Linked DNA regions of Gossypium hirsutum: region 1 is linked to region 2. Evidence: chromatin contacts called from public Hi-C data. All regions are on one chromosome and are shown on one strand. Each heading gives the region's core, a stretch centred on a gene start, on an enhancer-like site or on the middle of the called end of the contact. The rest is flanking DNA. Distances are from core to core; before and after follow the strand shown. Region 1 holds the start of LOC107946301 (protein indeterminate-domain 4, chloroplastic). Region 2 has its middle 29 kb from the start of LOC107946298.

Region 1 (6,194 bases), core at 1,051-3,550, 54 kb after region 2:
CTTTGATTAGAATTAAGTTTTTTCAACCTATAAATAGATGTAGTCGAAATTCCTCTTGTAATCATTTGAATTTGACATAGTGAATTTTCTTCTCCTCTGCCCATGATTTTTTTCCCGAAAGGGTCTTCACGTAAAAATCTGTGTGTTCTTTATTTTTATTTCTCTTTTCTTTGCGATATATTGTCATTACCGACGTTCTATTTTTACAGCACATATCTAATATGTTATTATTAATCAGTTTCAAACTTTACATTTTATTATTTATTATATCTTATTTTTAAATTTAGATTTTCTAGTAATAAATTATGGTTTAAAAAAAATTAAAAGTAGATTAAAAAATTGTATTAAAAAGAACATTTCTTTTTTTTAAAGGATAACACTAGAGTGGGGCAAAAACTACTTTATCCATTCGCCTCATTCTTGTACGAGTGTTCGAAAGTTTGTTTTCTCATATGTTAGTTATTCTAAAACCAATTCTACATTCTGAATTGAGACTTATTTGGTAAGGATATTATTGTCAATGTAGGACGACGTAAGTTTGAATGCGCTGAAACGTATTATCCTCTTATCAATGAATTGTCAATGTAATAAGTGGGAGTTTAAGAATAAAAATGGAAAATAAATAAAGTTGTATATTTTATGACGTGTTTCGCTCGCATTATAGAAAATTATTTATTAATGAAAGCTCAAAACAGAAATTACTATATTCTATTTTATTTGAAATAAAATAAAGTTGATTAAATGATAAAAAAGAAACACAATTTATGATGACAGAATGGCAAAATTATTCAATAGAGCAAGTTGAATCCTTTAGCAGTGGTTATATAAACTGTTGTTCAGTAACTTAAAAAATCAGTAAACAGTTTAAAGAAATTGATTCATCGTTAAGGAGGAAAGAGAGGGTTTTGTCTTGAAGCTGGTAAGAAGATACGAAATAAGAGAAGGAGAGATGGGCAGAGGGTAAGGCTTACATGCATGTTAGTGGCCCCTCCGCATAACGACACATTTTCCTGCATCAATCCTCATACCAACAACCTCCTTCTCCGGTCGGGTTTGGATCGAATTTTAATATTTTTATTTTATTTAGTTTTTATATAAATTTAGTTTATTTGATTTAATAATTTTTTATGATAAAGATAGAGTCATGTTGAGTTCGGACCGAGTTTAATTTTTGGGATAATTTTGACATGCATTCATTTTTGTTCCATTCAACAACTCTTTTTTTTATATATAGAATTGGGGTTAAATCTAATTAAGTTCGGATAAAGTTTGAACAAAAATTCACTTTTGTGTTTAGTTTTGGCATGGGTTTAGTTTTATTCATTTCAATAGCCTCCGCTTCAATAGAATTAAGATTTGGTTGAATCAGATTTAGACTCGAATAATTTTTATCTAGTTTTAATGTGGATTTGATTTGATTCAACGACCTCCTTTTCTATAGAAGTAATAAAGTCGATCGAATAAGATTTTAGATCGAGTTTGAATAAAAAGGGTGTATACTTTTTCTTAGTTTTGATGAGGGTCTATTTAATTCGATTCAATAATAATCTCTTCCAATAGAAGTACTTTGCCAAGTTTTTATATAGGCTTGGTTGGATTCGGTTCAACAACCATTTTTTTTTCCAATAAAGGTTGGATCAAGTCGAATTGAGTTCAGATCATATTTGAATAAAAAGTATTTTCTTTATCTAGTTTGGCATGGCTTTGCTTTGAGTTGATTCAACAACCTCCTCTCGATAAAGGTAGGGTCAAGTTGAACAGGATTCGAGTTTAACTAAAAAATTTTTCTTTTGTTTAGTTTTGATATTTGATCGGTTTGATTTGATTCAAAAGTATATTTGTATTATTTAAAACATATGAAAATTTTAATGATTTATTTTAATTTTATTATTGATAAATTTGCAATTAAATTTAAATAAATATATTTTATTATTTAAGTATTGTAAACTAAATATGAATTTAATTAATAACTATTGTGAGGTATAAAAGTTTCATAAGTACGGTTAGAAGAATTACAAGTGTCCTTTGAATAGATTTAAAAATCTAAAATGAAATAAATAAGATATCCGTCATCATTCTAACTCCGCTTGTAAAATCCGATCCTCTTTAAGTTTCGAAAATTTATATTTCTTTTTTAAAAAATATGTGTATATATATTTCTTAAAGTAAGAAGCAAAAGGAATTTTTTTTTGTTTGTTCCAAAAACGAAAGGGAAATTTTATATTCTACAAGTAGAACAAAAAGGATTGAGAAATGAGATAAATTATCATAAGAATACACCAGAGGAAAGAGAGAGAGAGGGGCTAGCATAAGGGATAAACATGTATGTATTTGTTTGTGTCTATACATTCATACATACATGCATATATATGTGACATGAAATAACACAAGTTTGCAAGTGTAAGTCATATATTTTATAAGAAAAAAAAATCAACAACAATATTTGAAGAAGAAATTATGTGGAGTCTATAATTTAGATTGTTTTCTTTCTCTTCAACTCCGGATTGTTGCTGTCTCCTTAGATACTTCCTTCTTGGTATTTTGTGGGCTTTTTATCTCTAGTTTTCATTATTATTTTTTCCTTTTCTCTGGTTTTTGTCTTCTTGTTTCTTATTTTATTGATTCCTTGCAAGATTTTCAAAAGAGAGCTGAAGGGGATGCAAACCATCCCTCCCACCCCCCCTTCCTATGGCACAAACCGTTTATTTTCTTTCAATTATGAGGTAATTTGATTGATTTTTTGAATTCCAGGTTTGGTGGTTTCTAAGAAGTTTGCATTAGTTTTGGGCTGAGAAACAAGATAAGATAGCAAGGAAGCAAGCAAAGAGTTAAAAGGTTATATAATCGTTGAGAATGGCCACCGCTTCATCGTCGGCAACTTTCTTCGGAAACAGCGCAGAAAATGAAAACCCGATGATAAAACAACAATCATCCGCCGCACCTACTTCCTCAACTGCTCCAACCACTGCACCTCACTCTAAGAAAAAGAGAAATCAACCTGGAACTCCAAGCAAGTATCTCTTTACATACATCTCTTTATGTTTTTTCTTTCTAGGCTTTTACCACATCTATCCTATGAGTAAAGCCAATAAAGAAACAAGTTTTTATTTTTTTTAATTCAAAAACTAAAGATAATCCAATGAACCCTAATCCAAAAGTTGGTCAGCTTTCATCATAATTTATTCTGGGTTTTTTTTTTCTAAATTTATTGTCTTTTCCCCCAAATTTTCTTGGGTTCTTTTTTGGTTTTGTCATTTATGAAACCAAGCAGATCCAGATGTGGAAGTGATAGCACTATCTCCCAAGTCTTTAATGGCAACCAACAGATTCATCTGTGAGGTATGCAACAAAGGGTTTCAGAGGGAGCAGAATTTACAGCTCCATAGAAGAGGACACAATCTGCCATGGAAGCTAAAGCAGAAGAGCACAAAAGAAGTGAAGAAGAAGGTTTATCTTTGCCCTGAACCCACATGCGTCCACCATGAACCCTCGAGGGCACTTGGGGACCTTACGGGCATCAAAAAGCATTACTCGAGAAAACATGGGGAGAAGAAATGGAAGTGTGAGAAGTGTTCCAAGAGGTATGCCGTGCAATCTGATTGGAAAGCTCATTCTAAGACTTGCGGCACGAGGGAGTACAGATGTGACTGTGGCACTCTCTTCTCAAGGTAATTTTTTTATCCTTCCCTTAATCATTAACATAAACTTTTCTTTCTCTGAGGTTATCAAAGTTGACAAACCAAGCTATCATGAGAGCAAAATATTTGTTTGAGAAAGATTTGGGGACTGGGAGTTGGGCAGTGATAAAGCCTGTTCTTTTGTTTCACCTTTTTGGATTACTTATCTATAGATTAGCTCTCTCTCTCTCTCTCTCCCCTTCTTCTAGTTCTTCACTTTAAACTCTTTAAAAAAAAAAAAAACTGGTTGCACGTGAACAATAATCTGCGAAACTGCCATGGCTGATAAGGATTCTTGGCAACCAAACAAAATTAGTAAAAATTTTAATTCTTCATTTCTCCCTTGGTAACATCGCCTTTCATCTTTTTCATATTCACGTGTTGTTAATTCATACGCTGTCATGAAGTCTATTGTTGCTGGATTTGTTCTCATGTGATGAGTGTTACACATATATATTTATTTATATGTATGTATATATTTATGTTTTACTGCCATTGTTTAAACGTTAGGGTTCTTGCCTGTGTGGGGCAATTCTCATTTCTGTCACTCTCTTGTTGAGCAATTTGTGGAAATTCTTGATTCTTTCATGCAGCAATTTTATATCTGGAGAACAAGAGGGAAAATATATATATATATAATTTGTGCTTTTTACCGGTCATTTTATTCAAATTATCTTATTGGTGAAAATATTGGGCCAAGCCTGAAACTGTTTTTGTCATTTGTTAATGGCTTTCATAGTTATGGAAAAATATTCCTTCCATGAATAATAGACAACTTTTTCAGGGTTTTCTTTCTTCTTTTTATTATGTTTTTCATTTACTGCAGAATTTCATCAATTGGGAAATGATTCCCTCAATTCATTTAAGAAGCACCTTCTTCTTAAAATGGTAAAAACGATTAAAAAGAAAAGGCTTGATTTTTCAACCTTGGTTTTCATTAATGGAAGTTTATTAACAACTTTTCTTCTCATATATATATATATATATTTGTTCAATTTTCCTCTCATTTATATATGATATCTTTGTTGCAGACGTGATAGTTTCATCACCCATCGGGCCTTCTGCGATGCATTGGCTCAAGAAACTGCAAGGCACCCCACCAATAACTTAACCCCAATCGGAAGCCATCATATATTTGGAGGTAATCATCATCAAATGAGCTTAGGATTATCCCAGAATCAACCATTAACAAGCAACATGTTGCGGTTGGGAAGCGGCACTGGAGTCGCAAAGTTCGAGCACCTCAACAGTCCCCCATCCAATCCTTCTTCATTGCAGAACATGCCGGCGTTCTTCATGGGGGATGCGGCGAACCAAGGTTTTCTCCCAGAACATCAATCTCATCATGGAAATGGACCATACATAAACAAACCCTTACATGGTCTTATGCAACTTCCGGACCTTCAAGGCAATACTAACAGTACGGCGCCCAATTCCGCCAGTCTTTTCAATTTAGGCTTCTTCCCCAGCAACAGTGGTGCAAGCAGCATAAGTACCGGCGAAAACGGCGGAGCTTCGAATTCCGGATTTTTAAGCGGTAATCAGTTTAACATGGGTGATGTGCAGGTTGGTTCGGGGATGGCCTCTCTTTATAGCAGTAGTTCAATGCAACATGAGAACGTTTCTCCAAACATGTCGGCAACTGCATTGCTTCAAAAAGCTGCTCAAATGGGTTCAACTACAAGCAACAACACTTGCTCATTGCTACGGGGATTGGGGAGTTCTTCGTCTAGTGGGGTCAAATCCGACAGACAAGTTTTTGCCCCTAACAATTTCGAGAGTGGTGGCAGTCTAAGATCACAGATGGAGAATGATAGCAATCTTCAAGGACTAATGAACTCTCTTGCAAATGGTAACTCCTCCATTTTCGGACAAGATCATAGCAACTTCGGAGGGTTCACCGGAAATGGGATGACAGTGGAACATCATAGCAATAACGCCAACTTTTCCAACGTTGATGAAGCTAAGTTACATCAAAAACTTGGGGTAAGAATCGGGGAGAGTGATAAATTAACATTGGATTTTCTCGGAGTGGGGGAAATGGTAGGCAACATGGGTGGAAATGGTCAACATGGGATCAATATCGGGTCTTTGAACCCCGATGTGAAGTCATCGGCTCAAGCAACCTCACAACAATTTGGCTGCCCAAAACTTGTCTAAGAGCCAAGCAAAGCTTTCGTAGGATTAATATGTAGGGGGGAAACTCTTTTTTGTTTTTTTTTTTAATTTACAGTTATGGATTAGGGTTTTCATTCCAAAAAGTGTTTTAAAGGTTTCCTTAGCTAAACTCAATTATAAGGTACTTTCCCTTTTTTTATACAAGGTGTTTTTCTTAAATTTGCTTACTCTTCTTGTTGATTTTTGCCTTAAAACAAAGATGGTAAGAATTTATTATACCCAATGTGATTCAATGTTTAGGGCATTTCATAGAGGAGAATATTAAAAAAATAAAATAAAATTCCTAAGGCATAAACATAAATTTAACTAGTTAATATTTTTGAATCACTTTTGCTTTCA
Region 2 (6,644 bases), core at 1,998-4,497:
TGCAATTTGCTTCAAGTGTTGTGAGACTTGCTCTTGAAACGGTTTGGTGAGATACTTGCTTGAGAATTTGATTTGATTGGATGTAAGGGTCTTTGAGACTTGATCTTAAATCAAGGATGACCACTTCAAGGGTCATCGAGACATCTTGAAAATAGATTTTGTCTCATTTGTGTTGGCACAATCATATTGGGGAGAGCTTTGATACAAGAGCCATTTAGAATTGATCTTGGATAGAAGAATACACTTCAAAAAGGCCTTCTAGGTTTGATCTTGAAAAACAGGTTTAACCTCCTTTCTATTAGTTGAATTGGATCAAAAGACAACTTTATTCAAAAACGACTTTTGACTCCCCTTTGCGATTGAGCTACATCGAAAGGCAACTTTTCTTTAGAATAAGTATGACATTTGTTAGAATTTCTTAAAGTATTTCAATTTCTTTAGAGATTTCTAGACTTCTTGTACTTGTGAATCTATAATGGCTCGGGTGACCCTATTTTATAGTGCTGATCACCTCAACAACAGAGAGTTTTTGTAAAATTTAACTTCTTCATTTGAGTGTTCTACAAGAATTAAACTCTTTTATTTAGTATTTATTTCTTATTAATTTAGAGATAAAATAATCATATAATATGATCCTAAGTCACATGCCACAGTTCGAAATAAAATGATACTACAATCTCTGAATAATAAAATATAAAATGTCTAGAAATATTTTAACAAATCCGACCTGAAATCCTTCGGATGCAGCGTCCTAACCTAGTGAGTTATCTATAAGGATAAAAATTTAATGGGGAGTGAGCTATGACGCTCAGTGTGAGTTCCATCACAAGGAAATCATTGCAAATAGTTGGTAAGACATATTAAATAATATAGTATAAAATATTCATAATCAAATATTAGTTCAGAGTATTGTTATCTTCAATGCAACCATTATTAACATATAACGGAACTCATAATAGCAGATATCAGAATAACCAAAAATTCAAAATTTTCCCACAATATACATATATAATCATATTTTCATGCATACATGTATCGTAATATAATTTCCAAATTTGTATGTACATGATTTAAAAGATGCCATACAGTTTCGGGTTTTTAACAAAAAAGATCCTACCCCACTGCTGCATACCACAATGGGAGTTCCCCAAAACTCTAACCACTAACATACCAAATTGTGGATTAACCACCAATAGTTTGCAATTTTACTGCCAATGGCTGTGGACACAAAACAAAATGTCGCAGATGGAATCTGCATATGGCTGTGGGTACATAACAAAATATTACAGATAAAATCTGTCAATGGCTGTGGAAGCACTACATGCTTGCAGATGATAATTGTCAAAGGGTTGTGAATGCACAACAAAACATCGCAGGTGGAATTTGTTATGGCTGTGGGTAAACAGCAAAAATAAATGCAGATATACTGCCAATACTTCCTCCGATCATATTGTCCTATCCCATGCAATGCAATGTAGCAAATTTAATACAAATATCATATGGTGACATTTAATGTAGTAACACATGGCAAATCAGTAACAAAATCATGTTTTTCATGTATTCAATTTAGCAGTAATATAGGGCATGTCGATCATACGATTGCAAGTATATAGATAGAATAGTAACATATATTATTCATAATTTATGCAAATATATATAAAAGCAATTAATTACCAAATTAATTCGATCAATCAAGGAATCTAACATATTTAATTTATTAGGGACCTAATTGCATAATTTAATCATTAAACTAGTTCAGAACTTACTTAGGGACTAATCTGATCAAAACATAAAATTGTGGGTCTAAACTATAAATTCTTGGTTCTAGGGGACACATGGCTGTGTGATTAGACCGTGTGGGAAGCCTTGGGCCGTGTAGAGGAGGTACACGACTGTGTGGCTAGGCCATATGAGAGACTGTGGTCGTGTGGCATTCAAAATTTCAACCTACAGAGAAGACACGACCATGTGAGACGCGAAAAACCTAGGGTTTTTGAGGGACATGACCGTGTGATGGGGCTATGTGGTCCACTCAGGCGAGCCACACACCCGTGTGGTTGGCCGCGTGGTCTATCCTAAGCTCTGCTTTGTCTCGATTTTCTCGTAAAAGAACACACACTTGACATTAGATTCTCGAACGACAATCTTCACGTCCAAATCTGATCCAGGATACCTACAACGAGTCTTTCAACCAACAAAAACACAAAGATTAATGACAAATTTCAAGATTATCAAGATTTTTCGACAAAGATTGAAAAAGATTAGTAAACGAGTTTGGAAGATTGACAAAAACAATGAAATTTAAAATTTTATGGTTTCTATTGATTGGATTAAGAATACTTACTGATCTTTCAATGAGATTTAGAAGGTGATTGACGATAAATCAACAACCGGTGGAAAAACATGTTAAATTGATAATTGTTTTTGATTTGGGATTTCAAGAAGTTAATTTTCCAACAACAAATGTAAAATCTTTGTGGGAAGAAAAATGAGAAATAAAAGAAAAAGATAAATTTAAAGAGAAGAGAGAAAAATTCTATTTAGGGGTAAAGAGAAATTTAAAATCAACTTATAATTAGGAAAAGAAATTAAATACATAAGGTTTCCAAAATTGGAGGGGCTGATTAGGAATAACTCTTATTGCCATCCAAAAAGAAATGAGGAGAGAGAGTGGCATGACTTAAACCTAAGAAGTAAGAGAGAGATGTAAAGGACTTGCCATCTAAACTATTGCTCACACTTGATATATTTTTACCAAAACTAAGAAATATCTTAGTCCAATTTTGTTTTTTAGTTGTTGAAAAAACTTAGAAGAAAATGGAAAGAATAGGGTTTGAACTTAGGATTTCTTAAGAATTATTCTAGCTACATAACCATCAAAATTAAGCCATTTCTTGATGATTTAATAATTCTAACCCTATATATTTTGGGGTGTTACATTCACCCATGATAATTTTAGCTTGACTTATAATAATTTTAACTTGGCACGTGATATTTTTGTAATTGATCCGAAAATTTCTTCTCGTGGTATTACTTTATTCATCATCATCAAGAATATTAACAATCTAATATTAAGTAGGGAGAGGAGATAATATAACATAGGAAAAGGAATATGGGAGGAAAGAGACAAAAGGGAAAGAGAGGAGGAAAGAAGGGTTGACATGCTGAAAAAGGATTCTCCATGTTAGAGTGGGGGATTAGGATCCCACTGTCCCACTTTCCCTGTACTTCCTAGAAGAAGAAGAAGATTTAAAAGTTATGTCATTTCTTTTGGGGGCTTACTTTCATTGTCACTCCACCGTAGGACATTAATTGGGTCCTACGAACTGCTAAAACTCTTTATTATTACATAATATTTATGACCCACTTTTTTTTCCCTGCAACTCACCCCTTTATTATTATTAATATATATTTTATATTCTATTTTTTTTCAATAATAGTATCTTGAAAGTTTGAATTTAGATAAAAATTACTCCTTTTGATTTCCTGTTTTTATTGCAATTTTCTTTCTATGTATGAGTTAAAGCCATATCATGAGCAATAATTAACATTTCATTTATTTCTTACATATTTGAGTTCACATTAAATTTGGGTTCCTTTTGAATCGCAATTTTTCTTATATTTTAATCAAATTCAAAGGAAAAATAATTAGTGTGAAGTGTATCCTTGGAAGAAGATTTCAAGACCCCACTGAATTGACCTCATGGTGTTTTTATAATCCAAAACTTTGATGTGAGAGAATTTTGTTTGATGTGATAATTTAATATTATTATAAGTTTATATTAATAACTTCAAATACAAGTAGTATACGTCAACCATGGTGTAATATTAATAAGAGAATACTAAAATGAATATATTAAAATTTTTCAATTTGGAATGTATGTTGTGTGCATGGGAGCAAATTTCATAATTAATCCCAATAAAATTTGTAAAATTATTTTCTTCAAATTATATATATATATTTAATGAAGAATTGAAATTAAAAGCTTATATAATTTTTTTGTTAACTTTGATCATAATTATCCTTTAAATAATCAAGGTATTTTTATTATCCAGTTGTTTATTTTCATAAAAGAAACATACAAAAGGGCAACAATCAAGTTTTTATATTTTGCAATAAATTATTGAAAATTAACACAAAAATTAAATATAATTTTGGTTAGAATGATTAAGATGAAAAGTAAATTTTATAAAAAAAATTGAGTTTAAATATCATAATATAAATTTATATTATAAAGATAAAAATATCTTTAAAATAATATTTATTATTTTGTTAAAATAATGATTTTTGTTTTGTTAAAGAATTTTTTTTTATAATTTACCATTTGAGTTAAAACTTGATTGAAAGGTGACACTAAATCAATCAAATTCTCTATAAATAGAACAAATATATTAGAATGTAAGATTTTGAATAAACCCTCAAAACAGTAATTTTAGAAAAATTATTTAGTAGAAAATTGAAGAGTTGGAAATCTTCTTTTGTTTGATCTTAAAATGAAGAAGATGTGATGTTGAATTGCTTAAAATAATTTAAACTTGAGGGAGAAACACAATCTTAATTTCAAAGTAAATCTTTTATATTTTCAACTTACATACATATTATAAAAAAACAAAACCTTATTCCATTATGTTAAAAAGAAAATAAATACAAATAAACTCGTTCGTAATAAGGTTTTTCTTTTTCAATTTGATACGGTGCTTCTTTTTCTTCAAATGATGTAGTTGGCGTAAAGTCATAACTAGAGAGAACATAATTACCAAATATAATAATTTGGATTAATGACATGTTAACTTCTATTTAATGTTATTGCTTCACTTAATATTTTTTAGTGAATTAACTTTTAGAAATGTTGGTAAAGGGTGAGATTTTCAATCCAGTGAGTTCTTAATTTAAATATTATTTTAATTTAAATCTCACTACATGTGAATCTTATCTAAATTTATTTTTGTTTAGATATCAAAATATTTCGATTATTAATTTTTTTTGTTTGTGCATTTACTTACTAATAAGAAGGAGGCTTATTCAAGTCTCACCATGGGTAACTTTTAGATTTATGTTAGTTTATTAATGGATTTGTTTAGATATATTCTGATTATTAATCTAATAATTTATTATAATAATTTGACTTTGATTATACTCATTTGAATGTATTGATTATAATACTAACTCTTTCTAAGATATATATTTGAAATGGTTGTTGTAAATGTACAATTTCCTTTAGTGTCATAATAATCAAGGTTGTTTTGTGTTTACCTATATAATTATTTTTATTTTTGACAATTTTAAAGTACATTCACACACATGATATTATCTATACTTTATCTTGTACCCTACACTTGAATATCTTTGCCCCTTGTCACAGAGAGAAAGCATCGCCACAATGCTATCAAAGACAAGCGTTACATTAGATCTAATCTCATTAATATTTCTAATTTCTCAAGTTTGTCAACCTCACATTAGATTACATTTAGGCCATACTCTAATGTAGGTCTAAATTGGACTCTACTAAGGAAGTCATGATGGTAGGATGGATTTGCTCTAAACCCTCATCCTCTTATAAATATCTTCTTTCCCAGGATCAAAAGGGTGATATGAACATTAACCATTAGCTACCACTCTACCAAAATACCACCTCAAACCTCCACCCTTAATGACTTTCACAGTATACGCGGTGTGAATCACCGCTATTGTTAACCCCAATACCTTGTATAACTTATTTGTTAGTAATGGCTGTGGGAATCTAGATGAAAGCTACGGCTTAATTGACCCAACACATCTTAGAAGTGCAAAAAAAAAAAAAAACCTACCAAGTATGGATATGGAGACAACTAATACAATCAATGGGAGTATTATTGTACAATTATTGTTATGAGCAATGCCATTAGCAACAACCAAGGGTGGAGTACCAACATTATGTTGCTTACAACCAATATGGCTAATCATGTGGCCAAAGAGAATACTACCAGCAACCTTAGCTAGAGCAACCACCTAGATATTATCAAAACTACTTGAACCAACTAGATCTTGTTGGAGGGAACCGACAACTGCAACCTCAAGGGGTGGAGAATCCCACTGTACAACGTAATACTCCCATGAAACAATATATTGAGCTAGGGGTATAGAGCTCAAATTACACCAAGAGGGAAGGTGAATTAGTGTTTAAAATTTTAAGAAAATGAAAGCACCAAAGATGACACAAGAATTTTAGAATGATTTACTTTAATTGCCTACCTCCACTACTTTAGCTTTCCTCAGCTAAGGATTTTTTCCAATTCACTAATTGGTACCTTTTTAAGAAAAGGTATAACTTTTACATAATCTCTATCTTTTAACTTGATAAAATAACACCACTACCCCTTAAGGTTTTCTACCTAAAAACATTGGGCAACTTCTCGAAAAGAGAAATGAAATAAGAATGAATATGAAACCTCTCAAAGGTAAATATGAAATGATTGCTCTTACAAATATAACAATACACTTGTGCAAAGAAATACAAGTAAAACCAAGAAGTGATTTTTGAATGAAATAGAAGTGTAACAAATGAAAGTTTTGAATTTTTGCTCTTTGCTCTTTGTAAGCTTGATTCTTGTCTTACTTGAAGTGTTATTTTATACCCTTTCATTGATTTGTAGATGTTTGGAGA

The links. A called contact is a pair of places that touch in the nucleus more often than the background predicts.
Region 1: a contact with region 2 is called in a Hi-C map of leaf, with 2.2 times the contacts expected there. The contact joins the promoter of LOC107946301 here to the enhancer-like site in region 2. A contact is called at or near these places in 9 of 34 Hi-C or Micro-C datasets (callus, hypocotyl, leaf and 3 more).

What each region holds. Positions count from the first base shown.
Region 1 is chrD12:48,994,718-49,000,911 of Gossypium_hirsutum_v2.1, forward strand. It overlaps LOC107946301 (protein indeterminate-domain 4, chloroplastic), which reads left to right and starts at 2,301. Exons shown (of 4, transcript XM_016880559.2): 1 at 2,301-2,536; 2 at 2,752-3,010; 3 at 3,272-3,668; 4 at 4,709-5,993. The coding sequence starts at 2,854. The coding sequence ends at 5,837.
Region 2 is chrD12:48,939,509-48,946,152 of Gossypium_hirsutum_v2.1, forward strand. No RefSeq gene overlaps it. Among protein-coding and RNA genes, the nearest start is that of LOC107946298, 29 kb to the left of the region's middle. Within about 2 kb of position 3,248, at least 3 of the 9 cell types and tissues checked have an H3K27ac peak or open chromatin away from gene starts, as enhancers often do. A contact at or near this core is called in hypocotyl and leaf, where this site is marked.